2 separate regions of the Oryzias latipes genome follow, and region 1 is linked to region 2. Evidence: chromatin contacts called from public Hi-C data. All regions are on one chromosome and are shown on one strand. The core of a region is the stretch at or near the end of the contact, and the rest is flanking DNA. Distances in the headings are between cores, read along the strand shown. Region 1 holds the start of LOC101168438 (chloride intracellular channel protein 5). Region 2 holds the start of tmem163 (transmembrane protein 163).

Region 1 (6,936 bases), core at 1,047-3,546, 140 kb after region 2:
TTCTTTTGTTTTAAATTATTAGGTTAGACTTCAATGGACGCCAATAAACCTCCTAGACGTGCTGACAGCTAAAAAGAAAAAAAAATCTCTCACTGGTCCCATAATTTAGCCAAGAGTCACATGTCTTGAACCATTTTACACTTAAAAAAATGTTTGCAACGATTTGTTTTTATGTGCAGATTTAGGTCAATTTATAATGTTGTAGAAAGGACTTCCATTAAGTTTCACCTGCGAGACACATTTGTTGTAAAGCACTATGGGCCTTCGAGGAAGTTAGAAAAAACTACATAAGTATACGCCATTTACCATTTCAAGGAAAAGTTTGGTCAAAATGACATTTGTTGTGTACCTCAACATCTTAGAGTGTTTCAGCCATTAATCACAATATACCCTAATCTGAGGTAGGCCCACCAAAGGTTGATCAAGCCTTAGTTGGGTCATTTTTTTCCATGTGATGTCACTTTTCCTAAGCCACAGCCAATGGCTTGTCCTCTCAGCGGTGCTGGTTTAAGCTAGAATTCTTGTGTAACGCTGTCGCTTTTGTTAACTATTGAAATAGTTGTGGACTTGTTGGCTTCTCTTTGCCTGAAAGTGTCTCTTCCACAAACGACAGACTTTGATCTCTCACTTTAGGACCCTACTCACTTATATGGCAGTAATATACGTGTGTGTAGTGGAAAGTATAAAATTTATGGCGCTTGTACTGTCCACCGCAGCTGAACTTTAGAGTGGAAGTTGCAGATTATGTAACAGATTCACACTTCGTGATAGTAACCTTTTAACGGTTAGATGGATAACCGAGTGCTGAAAAGAAAAAAAAATCGGAACAGGAAAATCCAGAGATCGCTCATAAAGCCACTTCCTGTTGCAAAGCAGTGCGCTAAAACGTCCATCTCTGTATGGGTGAAGGCCCACAATTGCATTTCATTCTCCATACTAACACAACAGGTGAGTTTTGCATTGCTGTTGCACGCACACCACACCCAGCTTTTGTTGTGCTGAGAACTTCCGCTTGAAACTCTCCCACGCCTTCATCTGTTACGTAACACTCAAGCGAATCCACACTTTTACAACTTTAACCAATTGGCTTGACTTAAACTAGAAAGGCTAAATTACTACTTTAAATTTGGTTGGTGGACTGTGTATCTTTGTAGCTATCTACCCTCCTTTCTAGTCTGCTATCTGAATTGGTAAATAGGTACAAGTTCAGCTAGCTAGCTGGCTCCCAATCTGGTTTGATAACTAAACTGTAGTTTAGTTATGTAACGATTTAGTTTGGTAGTTACATGGATAAAAAAAACTGTAGAAGTTGTTTTAGCTAAATTGATGTAAGATCTACCAATGTAGCTAGCAAGCTAACTAGAAAAATAGTTAGCTAGTACTCACAAAAGTATTCAGAACAATCTTGTTAGCTCAGCTTTTGCTATATTTAGAAGCACTGTATAATTTCCTGGCACTACAAACACACATGTTCACAAGCATAAACTCCTAAAAACCACAACGTTGCGGTGGGACAGTCTGCTAAAAATTCAGTGTAAACTTATCAACTTTGTCACATTTCTTGGTTCAAACCCGATACATTTTTATTTTTGGCTTTATGCTGCTAGAATGCTTGCTTCATACCTTGACGTAAAGTGTGACCTTCAAATCATCTCCTTGACGTTCTGGCTCCTCTTTTTCGGACGCTGACGATGAAGATGAGGAAGAAGATGAGGATCGACGTGAGGAGTGCTCCCCATCCACCTCTGGAAACCCACTGTCCCAGTTCAACTCCTTGGAGTTCCCTTCGACTGCCCCCTTTTCTTCTTCAGTGTCTTTTGTGCTCTCTTTGTCGCTGCTGTCGCTGCTGTCACTGCTGTCGCTGTCCTCGCTTTCTTCTTTCTTTTTGTCTTCCTTCTCATCTTCGTCGCTCTGTTTTTTGGCCTCTATCTCCTCCTTGCTGCTTTTCTCCAACGCCTCATTCTCGTCGCTGTCTGAGGAGGATGAGGAAGAGGATGAAGATGAGGATGAGGATGAGCTGCCCCGTCGCTCCTCTGCCAAAAGAGCGGGTGCTGGCAAGGCAGGGGGCTCAGGTATCTCTGTGCCGTTTGATCCGGAGTTCTCGTAAATATTTGAGATTTCCTCATACTCCGATTCATGCGGCATCTCGTACGGGTTGTCATTCTGGTAGGGGTTCTGTGGGGTTTCATACACGTGATCCATCGTCAGTGAAGAAGGCGAGAGGACTGGATCCGGCTTCACAGCAGAGCGACTGAAATGTCAAGAGCGGCTCCCTTATCAAGAAGCAACACAGGACTTTGTACAGGGATGGGTGATCGCAAGGAAAACACTGATCTTCAGCGCATTTTATGGCTGTGGATGAGTGAAGGGCCACATCTTCATAAAGTCACTTATCATCAAAACCCCTGACCCAAAGGAGATCACTCCAGCTTCAGTCATGGTTCCTCCCAGTTGAATGTCAAACATCATCATGATGCTTTTCGTCAGGGCCGAGAAGAACAGATGCAACCATGGAGTCCGCTGGTGGCTAAAAGTCCTAAAAATGTGTAACTTTTTTGTTTAAATAAAGTTTCAGATGTGCGTAGTACTCAAGGAAATATTAAAAAAAAAAGATCAAAATAAACGTGAAATACACAAAAAATAAATCATACATTTAAAAAAAAAAGTAATTTTATTATCTCAATTTAAGCTAAAACCCAAGCAGAAAATTCAAAATAAAATGTTTATCTATAAATAAAATAAAACCTTAAAAAATCATATCTTTGATTATAAAAACTGTCCGACAATGTGGTGCCAAAAAATTACATTTTTTAGGGGAAAAAAAATCATATATCGTTGAAGCAGAATTATAGTAAAAGTATAATTTAAATGAATATTTGAAGTCATAAAATATTGTATTATTTTTGCTAATAAATAGTTTTTTAAAGTAAGTAAATAAAGATTACCTAATTACAAATAAGGATCTAGTTTCGTCCCATCTGAAGTCCGTTTGATTGGCTGTTTGACCTGTCAGTTAAATCCGAGTAAAGATTCCACACTTAACATTGAAAACTAAGTTTCAATGTCAAAATAAAAGCATTTTCTTTTAAACTTTATCATAAAACGAGATTATACGACGGTATAGACTAAATTTTAATCGTTGAGACATATAAAACTCGACTTAAAGGAAAAACGTGTATAAATTCCGAAAAACAAATACGCAATTTATTTGACTTAATATGTGCGCGCCACGTATTTTGAAATTCGATACCGGAAGTGGCCAAAGCGATTCAGTTTATGTTGACGTCTTTTTATTTCAAAATGCGTGGATTCAGTGCTGGTGGATCGATGAGGTCGTTGTCGTAGTAGTCGGGAAAGTTAATGTCACCGGCGTCGTGAGGGTGATGCCCACCTGTGCGCCCCCCAACAGGTAACGCCGCCATCATCACAGCTAGCTTAACAGCAAAAAGACCGAGCAAAGTAACCGATGCTATTGTTCGGGCTAACTACTAAGAAACATGACTTTACTCTCAAAATTGTCAATCAAATTGCTCGGTTAAAATTCAACAAACAATTGTTTGACATCAGTTGATCAGCTATAGTCTCTTTTGGTTAGTTTGATTATCTTTCCTTTTGTTATCTTACCAGGATGACTTCCTGGTTTGGTTTTTCAAAATGTATGGAAATTTCAATGAAAATGCGACTACAATTTTTTGTTTTTTATAATTGTGTATCAAAAAGAGAGTGGGATTTCTTTTTAAAGTGTTTTTGCTGATACTGAAGCGAGAAATGATGGTTCTTTTTATTTAAAAAACAGAACGAAGTGATGAAAATAAAGTGTAAATTGTCTGTTTTCAGATGGTTTTACGGAAGTCTTAGTTTTTCACAGTTTTATAAACAAATGATAGAAACTTCAAAAAATATATATTTTTGTAGTCGCTAAAATACAAAATATCTTTTTTTATTTATTTGCTAAATGAGTGAAGAAATTATATTTAAAAAATCTGATTTTTAAAAAATGTGGATAACCTAAAAGACCTGATGTAACCTAGAGTTGCTACTAAACATAACGTTCTTGGGTGCATTGTAAGAGAAAAGTAGCAGAACTGGTTTATTCCCCCCCCCCCCCAAATGCCAATGCAACTTATCAGAATTTGAATTATGCCTCATTCAGCCTCTAACTAAACAGGTTCTAGTTGTTTCATATAAACAGTGGTTTCAGAGAAAGCCGTTTTTCTAGGTAATATCATGAGAGACCATCTGATGGTTTGTTATGAGCTGCTTGGTATTTCCTTAATGTGGTTTTGAACGGAAACTTTCACACCCTCTGATAAAAAACGAACTAAAAAGAGCAAAGGGAAGATTTGCATAAAAAATGGTTTGGGTTTTGTTGACTGATTTTTATTTATTTTTTGACATTTTCATCATTTCTGTTCAGAAACGACACCTGATCTAGTATTTCGTCTTTGCCGTGCTTTCAGGATGTTGCTTGAAATACTTGTGGGCTTCCTGTGCGGCGTTTCCGCCACAGAAAAAGACATGGTTCCCCCTCTGCCGCTGTTGCTGGTGTCCTTTGACGGCTTCCGAGCTGACTACTTGAACCGGTTCCCCATGCAGAACCTCAAACTCCTATACAGTGAGGGCGTCTTGGTGGAGGAGCTCACGAACGTCTTCATCACCAAGACTTTTCCCAACCACTACAGCTTAGTGAGTTTTGTTTATGCTGTCAATGTTTATATGAAGAAATCCTTCTTGTATTATTTGAAAACACCCTGATTGGTTCTTGGTAGGTTACAGGGCTGTTCGCAGAGTCCCACGGCATTTTGGCCTCCAATATGTTCGACCCCATCAGCCACAAGCACTTTAACATCAAGAATGACACCGACCCGGCGTGGTGGAGCGAGGCGGAGCCCCTTTGGCTCACCGCTCTCGACTCCGGCTACAAGACGGCGGCTGTTATGTGGCCCGGCTCTGATGTGCTGATCGGCAACCGCACGGCCACACACTTCTTCCCATACAACTCTGATATAACCTTCCAGGAACGATTGGGGAACGTGACAAGCTGGATGTTGGGAAACGGAACGGTAGGTCTGCAGCATTTATTCGTTTCTCCACCTTCAAGGAGAAATGCTTAGTTGCTGTTTGGCGTCATGCAATGTTTGTTCGCCAGGAGCCAGGAGTGATGTTTACAGCTCTTTACTGGGAGGAACCGGACCGATCGGGTCACTTTTTTGGGCCTGACAACACCACGGCAATGGCTAAAGTGTTGAAGGAGGTAGGATCATTCACTAAATGTATAGTCGTTACAACAATATAGTCAGTAGCACAAATTTAAACGCATTTCATATGTTAAAAGTAAAGTGCTTAGCCGTTTAACTTTTTGTGGTTGTTGCAACCAAAGGTTTTCAACTACTGACACCTCAATGGTATTGTTTCAAAGTTGACAACTCAAGAAAAAGATAAAGCTTTGTAGCACACAACAGCATTGAAAATAACAAATCTGATTATCTGAAGAGGTCTGCCATTCTTCCCATTTAAAAGATAGCATAAAAACTGCAGCAGGAGTTTCATGGTATGGGTTTCCGTTCACATCAGGTTAGTCTCACCAAGTCTCAAGCAAAAGTTTGACCAAAATGACGCAAATGGCAACAATACAACCAGTACACCACTTTTCCACACTATAAAAGGCGCACAATTTTTTTTTTTCAGTAGTGCGAAAAACACGGTACGTAAAAAATGTGGAGGTCCTGTCTCCGTCCAAAACCATTAAGGTAGCCTCAAGTTATATTACAGGGTTTGAAGCTTGATTATTGGTTTTAAATAGTTTATCTTAAAGAAAAGAAAGTGTGTGTGTGTATATAAGTCATTACAGACTAGACCAGCACATATGATGTGGAGTTCCCTAAGGTCTTGAGTCCCCTATTTCTTTATTTTTTAAATATCATTAGCATGAGACTGTAGTCTTGTACCAATGGAATGTACCATCAATTGCTTTGATCTACCCAATTTGACATCAGTTGGTGGTGGATGTATGCTAAAAATGGAGCTGGTGCAAGGTTCTCGGGATACATTTGTGTTTGGTCGCTCCACATTGAGAGTTTCTCCCCAAAAGACTTTGTATAGAAGCTGAAGATGTTACGGCTACAACAAAGGACCAATTTAATCTGAAAATGTATTATTTTCATCCAACGTTTATAAAATGTTCAAGTCTTTCCTGGGAAATGACGCAGAGCTTTCCTTCACCAGGTTGACGATAACATCGGCCTGCTGGTGTCAGAGCTGAAGCGAACCGGCCTCTGGGGACACGTGAACCTCATAATAACCAGCGACCACGGCATGGCTCAATGCTCCAACGACCGCCTCATCCGTTTGGACGACTGCCTCCACCCCGACAACTACACACTGGTGGACCTCACACCTGTGGCAGCCCTCATTCCAAATGGAGGTATCTGTGCTCTGCCTTCTTCTGTTTGGTGGCATAACTGTTAACAAAAAACTATGTGAAATTTCCATTGTAGTGTTTTTGTTGCTTTAAAAAGGTTGTCTGTTTGCATTGGAGATCCAGAGGCTGTGTTCGATCTACTGAAGAAGTGCCACCCCCACATGACTGCATACTTGAAAAAGGCCATTCCTGATAGGCTACACTACCGGAACAATGAGCGCATCCAACCGCTTCTACTGATTGCAGATGAGGGTTGGACCATAGTGCAGCGCGGGAACAAGCTGCCGCGAAGTAAGTCTTTAATACAACTTAACTCTACGTATCGAAGAGTTCTCGAGGAACCAGCACAGAACCCCTCTCCTGATCTTTTTCTTTCTCAGTGGGTGATCATGGCTACGACAACTCCCTACACAGCATGCACCCCTTTCTGGCAGCAGTGGGGCCGAGTTTCCATAAGGGTGTCCAGATGAAAAGTTTACAGAGCGTGGACGTTTACCCGCTAATGTGCAGCCTGT
Region 2 (6,975 bases), core at 779-3,278:
TATTTTAAAGTGTACACAGCATAAGTTAAAAGATATATGAACTACACAATGTCCCACTTGTGACTTTAGAGCTTTCTGGAATAAATGTTACTCTACATTTCTTGTTAATCTCATTTTCTGGAGGATTTGGGTCACAAAGCACTAAATATAATATACAAAAGTGGGATCATAGTATTTTCAATTGAAATCAATTTGGTTTTGACTAATTTGATGCATTTTAATAGATTATCAACACAAATAAAAAAATATGCTCTGTATATGAAATGATATTGTTTATTTTAATAAATAGAAATTTAAGAAAATAGACATAAATAATCAAACCAGGTTAGTTATACAGCCACAATTAAATAGGACAAAAAATACAAGTAAAAAATGCATTTTTTGAACAAGATGATCTTGGATTACACATTTAACATTTTCTTACTAGAATAATAATAATAATAATAATTGATACTTTGTTTATCCCACAATGGGAAAATTCTTCTCCGCATTTGACCCATCCCCTGGGGGAGCAGTGAGCTGCAGCCTAACCGCACCCGGGGGGCAGTAGAGTTAAGGGTTTTGCCTAAGGGCCCTTACTGGGTGATGTTAATGCTCGCCATTGATATGGTAATTGACCCAGTAATTGAAGCGTTTTAGCACTAAATTGACAGAAAACCTGCCCCCCCCCCCCTTCTTAAAAATTAAAATGCATTTTTTGGGATTAGCACTATTTTGACAATTTGCTGTTGTTTTTCTCTACTGGTTGTCCCAAATGTTTTGTGTCAGGAGCCTCATTTCTTTATTTGTTTGCTACAACATATGCATTGTGGCAAAGTATCTCAATCATTATGGGATACTTTTGATTATTATTATGTAGCAGGTGTGTGCCCCATTAGGCTAACAATGTTTATGGAATGTGTCTTTTTCTTTCCTCTCATTTCTGATGCTTTGTTTATTGGTTTTCCTCAACGTTTTGATTCATTTAAATGTGAGTGGTGCAGTACTGAAATGATCCTCTAGATGGCAGCAAGTGACAAAAATGAAGGGTCAGCAGCACCAACTCTATTTTCATGTGATTTGTAGGATTATTATTTATTGTTTGTGATTGCAAAAAGTATTGACATAAATAAGAGGCAGAAAATCTTTATTCCCCTTTTTAGTGACGATGTAAATTTACCATATTTTTCCCAGTACCTTTTTTGAATAATTTCTGCTGGTTCCTTTTTTTTCTAGGAATCCTCAAATGTTCGTAATTAGAGTGCAGGTGTGACTGTAACAGGACGGCTCGGCTTTTTCTGTTATTTGTTACCTGACTCTGCGCACCAAATCATTGAAGCGCACAATCTTTCACTGTCTGTAAACGCGATAGAGGCGCCCCTTCCGGTCAACGCTTTCAAAATAAATTGCTAATTCAACTTTGACAGGACAGATTTGACGTCTGTCAGCGTCGGCGAAAGTCCCCAAAATGTTTTTAAAGATGAATGAAAGTTAGACGCATTAAGAAACAAAGAAATAGCCACGTTTGAACTCTTATTAGATCACTTCTTCTAAAATGGGCATCAGGGTATAGAATGGCTTTTAGTGCAACACAAATAAAATATTCCATTCTATATAAAAACAGTGATATATTTTTTCTAAATAACAAAAAAAAATAATACAAAAAATGTAAAAGTATTAAGTATATAGGTATTAATATTTGATAACTTTACCTGCGACAGTGACTATTAAAAGTCATTGCTTTCTATTAAATATTTAGTTATAGATACAATTTTATACATTTATTTATATATTTGTGTGTCTAAGATGTGTGTCTAAAGCTTTTGTAGAAAAAGCTATTGTAGAATTATGTTTTTAAAACAGCTTTGGATTTGCCCCCTTTTTAATTATTAGTCTTATTATATCAGTTTAATTAAATTGTTATCCAGCATAACAGGATTGTTCTTTAAATACCAAACACAAATGACCTACTTTTCGTTTCAAATGACTTTTTTAAACACATGCAAGAAAGAGCTTACAACTTTTTTTTTTTTTTTTTTTCAAAACAAAGAACTGTGCCTTTATTTTTGAAATCCAAACCCTCAAATTTCCGGTTGCGGCTCGTGCACAGTATGTGATTTGGCGCAGCTGGGATCCCAACTCCACGAGGACTCCCCCCCTCCCCCCTCCCTCTGTGTCTGAGCGGCTCCTCTCAGGCAGGTGAGACATTTTTAGAGACAACATGACCGAACCGCCGCCGAACCGAACCGCCGCCGCCGTGGAGCCCGCGCTGGTGAACGGCCAGAGCGAGCCGACGCAGCCCCAAGAGGAGCAGCGGAAAGCCGAAGCGGAGGGTCCCGGAGAGGGCTTCAAGATGGACCAGGAGATGAAGATCACGGACAGCATAGAGGACCGAGGTGGGTGGTGTCTGCTACCATTGGGACTCACGCGCCACCCAAAAACCGTCCCGAGTTATTATTGCAAAAGCAGACTTTTAATTTATACAATGTTTTTCTACTTGAGCAGAAAATTATTTAAGAAATTCTAATTTATTTTCTACAAAGGCAGACTTTTATTTTATTAATCCTGATTGATAATTTCTACAAAGGGGGACTTTTATTTTATAAAACCAGATTGATAATTTCTACAAAAGCAGAATTATTTTATTTTTTAAATCTAGAAGTTTGGATTAGTTAAAAAAAAGTTTTCATATTATTATGATATTATAAAAAATTTCTAATTAGCTGAAAAAGCTACAAACTAGTCTTGCACAATATACTGCAAATTTATCGTTATCGCAATATCAAGCAGTGCAATATCCATATTGCAAAAGTCAGCAAAAATCGCATTAAATAGTAACCTTTAATGTGCTAAAACAATCTTATGTCAGCATTTAACTAATCAAATAAATCCATTTATGCATTTGACCAATCGGATGGACCAGTTCACGTTGTTGACCAATCAGAAGAGCCCTTTATGTTAGATGTTTGCCTCCTACACCAACAAGGGTCATTTGGAGTATAAATTTTAAACTGTTGCAATGAAATGGTAATGATGTTTTTGGTTGTTTTGCTATTTGTTTATATACCGCAAATTATATCGTTATCGCAATATTGATCACTAATATCGCATATGGCAAGTTTTGCTCATTTCGTGTAGCCCTACTACAAACATCGAAAATCGAAAGAAAAAAAAGGCACTTTGTAATAGCATAGTCATTAAAGTAAAACAATGTATGTGTAGATAAACCATCAAATGTTTTAACTGAAATTTCTTTTTTTTTGCAAAACCCAAAGATGAAGTTGTGTTTCTGTGTGAAATGAACCTTTTTTTTTTGTGGTGAAAATTCCCAAACGTAGACATATTTTTGTCAAATGTTGTGTATTTGTGTTTTGTTGACGTTGTAATAACAAAAGTAACTAAACGTGAGTGGAACTCTGGGCGTCACTTTGCCCTGCGTATCGCCTGCAGGTCTTCTGGAGAGCAGCATGCGCCTAAAGCCTCACGAAGCCCAGAGCTTCCGCAAGAAAGCCCTGTGGGTGTCGTGGGCGTCCATAGTGGCCACCATCATCCTGGCCGTGGCTGCTTTCAGTGAGTAGAATGGGAAATCGCAGACGTTCTTCAGCTGAAGGACAGGTTTGCTTATGAGGGTCACGCCCTGCAGGTCTGTCATCACGCAGCAGCTCGTAAAAATAAAACTCTTCCCATGTTTGTTCTACACTTTCATTGCCCTTCAAAATAAACCGGGGAACTCTTTATAGTTTTAGAACGTGAAGGTATCTGCAAAATCCCAGTTGGAATTGGATCCGTAGATCAGGAAAGACGTCCCTTAGGAGCAGACCACAGATGTCCATTATCTCATCAGCGTGAGCTCACATGACCAAGGATGTGAGCTCGGGACTTCTGACTCACGGTGGCCGCTGACCTGGTGTGTGGGGGGTGGGAAGGGGGTCAGTCACTCTCTGCTCTCGCGTCTGCAACATTCCTGATGGGGAAAAAGATTCAATTTTCCGGTCATGTGACCAGAACGTATCGCAGACTCTGCTGTAAGACTAGACACCCTCCAGGTCTGGAGGGCTTTGGACTGACCTTGGATGGTGGGAAAGTAGCGCTATCGCTTTGCACCTCTTACCTGAGTCGGGTTGGTTGAACTAGTCTAAAAGTAAAGGAGTCGTTTGTTGTTTTATGGCTTAAAAAACGACTAGATAGAAAAAACATGATCGGCAATTAGAAGAAGAGTCTTTTCTACGAACATGGAATCAATCCCAGGATCATGGCAGACCCTTCACCGTATTTAAGAACTAGACTGAGTAACTCGTCCGACTCCCCTAATTAGTTTGCGTTTTCTTTGTAGTTGAAGTTTTTCAAGTGATAATCTGACCAATCAGATGCCCCAAGAAAAGTAAGTGGTCTCGCATAAAACATTTTAAATGTTTGATTGACATGTTTCGTGTAGCCTGCTTTGAAGTGGTAGGGGTGTGGCCTTCCAACAAGCTCACTCCTGATTGGCGGGAGTGGTTCCCATAAAAACATCGACTCAGCCCAACTCGGACCAATCGCTGCTTACTGACGTCTGGGTTCAACATGGTGGCGTCTGTATAGTGAAAAAACGGCTCCTGAATAGACTTCATCTGCCGGAGCCATTCTCTGTGGATGCCGTCAAACTCATTCAGCCAGTTCTCATATACAGTCAATGCGTCGGACACTCCTCAAGCTGGTCGTTACATGTTGAAGAAACTGATATTTTGACAGATTAGCAGTGAGACCCTAAATCAGACCATAGAGGGCTAAAAATTGTATTCGGACTGGACACATTTGGTCCACTTAAATTAACCAGAGTTCGTTTCCTCTAATAATCCGGAACCAATTTTCAGTCTGAATACACCCAAGCACACCCTGGCCCAGGACCTGGAACCACTTTCTGACCCATCTTTCCAGGTGGTCTCGGTTTGTTTCCAATCGGACTGAGCTTCGGTTCCCGATGAATTTCCCCAGTCTAAATAGTTTCCATGCTTGGAGCTGAACACCTAAGCCAAAACGGCCACTGAAGCCGGGCATTATGGGATGTAAACAGAGTGAGAAACACCTTTTAACGTGACACACATTGCTTCTCACTGTTTTCCTCAACAATCTACATGTCGTAGACACTTACCAGTAGCTGCGTTTACATGGACAAAAGTAATCGGAAAGAATGCCTGATCGGAAGAAAAATGCGTCATGTAAACACGCCGTTCAGAATACTCTGCCCCGATCAGACTCGTTCGGATCAAAATTTCTTTCCGATCGAGATAGGTGGGTTATGCCGATTGTTGATCCGATCGTTGTTCATCTAAACGGTTCATTCCGATCGTGCGTCACTACTGCTCTGGTTTAACGTCATGCATAGACGGTGTTTTGCTCCAGAGAAAGCTTTGAAGCTCAAACAGGACCGACTGGCTGCTCTGCGTACGCCCAGAGCAAAGCGCCGCTCCGCTCTCGCCCCTCTGGCTTTTCGCCTCTCCCGTCTCTTACACCCCTCACGAGGGGGGTGGGGAGGAGGAGCGCCTCGTGCCCTGTGATGAGATTGCGGCGTTTCCCGCATGGATTTTATGTTCATCAAACAAGGCTAATGTTGTTAGCGCGTTAGCCATTCCTAGCCTTGGCTTCTTCCAGCTCCGTTCTTCCACAAAAAAGAAGCACTGACCACACGGATTAAAAATAAAATGATGAGCGAACAGGCAATTCATAATATTCGTAACAGTAATAAAAGTACGTATATTACCGAGCTGCTGCATGAATGTATATGGCAGCTAGGTTTGTTTATAACCGGACTCATTTCCTCTTCCGGTATTTCAACACTACTGCTCATGCCCAAACGATTTATTCCGACCGAAAGTGTGACCATGTGAACGTTCGTTCTAATCGTAAAAAGTTTTTCTGATCCCATGTACACGGTGAATTTTAATCCGACCATTGATCCGATCAAGATATTTTGCGCATGTAACCGCGGCTAATATACTTGCTAATCCTAATTTTTTAAATAAAATTTCTTGATGTAGTGCAAGTTCTAGGAATTGTGTCAACACAATAAAACATCTACAGGAGTCATGTGACCCAATCGTTAGTAGGCAGTGACATTGTAAGGTGGAGGAATAACAATGTATATTAGACCTTTTTAGGGAACCTTTACAACAAAGCACATGGATGGGATTCAATCATTAAAAAATACATTGAATTTCCATTGAAGATCCTTGATGGTCGAAGGTATAATTTAACAGAAATGTTATTTTGTGTTAAAAATCTGCCTTCACTGATCTAGAATATATGTTTTTCCTGTTGTGTCTGTTGCTCTCTACTCCATTTACCTGCTTTTCTCCTCTGAACGTTTTTAGTAAGCAGTAAACTCATGAGACGATTGTCTATTCCGGCCTCGTCTCACCTGAACACAAAGCGCCGCGATGCATTTAGATCAGCTGGAAAAACCAGAGAAGGCAGGATCTATAGACCGCCACCCGCTTCATTATCTAGACACAGAAAACACAGTGGTCATGTGACTCTCTAGCTAGTATTGGACTAATTTGATGCTAAGTTCTTAGCTTTATCATTGATGCCCCTCTTTTGCCTCGAAAAAGACACAATTGATCCTCAGTCTTGTAGAAAATTGGCAAAAAACGGTGAAACTGTAGCATAACGCTAAAATAAAAAGGTGACATAGGTGAAACTTCACACCAGAGTTAAGCGTAAGGATGAAAATTTTGCAATTTATTGCAAAATCTTACACTAATTTACATAGAAATGATTTGAGAGCAAGCAAGCAAAACAGGAATGTTGCAGTTCCTCAAATGACCACTAGGGGTGGGTTTCAGTCATTGACTGTATATAGAGAACTAGACTGAGTGTGATGTCACCCATGGAAAATGCCTTGCTTCCGGTTCCAACCAAATGAAGTCAATTTAGTCACCATTTTACCGTTATTTATACCATGGTCTGTTTGAATACTTGATTCTGATTGGTTGCTGGGTGTGGATTAAAACCTGA

What was found. A called contact is a pair of places that touch in the nucleus more often than the background predicts.
Region 1: a contact with region 2 is called in a Hi-C map of embryo, with 1.7 times the contacts expected there. The contact joins the promoter of LOC101168438 here to the promoter of tmem163 in region 2. A contact is called at or near these places in 2 of 5 Hi-C or Micro-C datasets (embryo and fibroblasts).

What each region holds. Positions count from the first base shown.
Region 1 is chr2:18,034,993-18,041,928 of ASM223467v1, forward strand. It overlaps LOC101168438 (chloride intracellular channel protein 5), which reads right to left and starts at 2,297. Exons shown (of 6, transcript XM_011484691.3): 1 at 1,624-2,297. The coding sequence starts at 2,202. It overlaps enpp4 (bis(5'-adenosyl)-triphosphatase ENPP4), which reads left to right and starts at 3,136. Exons shown (of 9, transcript XR_910160.3): 1 at 3,136-3,409; 2 at 4,461-4,686; 3 at 4,770-5,063; 4 at 5,150-5,254; 5 at 6,226-6,424; 6 at 6,539-6,712; 7 at 6,802-6,936. It overlaps LOC110016364 (a long non-coding RNA gene), which reads left to right. Exons shown (of 3, transcript XR_002291645.2): 3 at 1,698-1,803.
Region 2 is chr2:17,898,639-17,905,613 of ASM223467v1, forward strand. tmem163 (transmembrane protein 163) reads left to right here and starts at 2,029. Exons shown (of 8, transcript XM_004066573.4): 1 at 2,029-2,375; 2 at 3,430-3,549. The coding sequence starts at 2,201.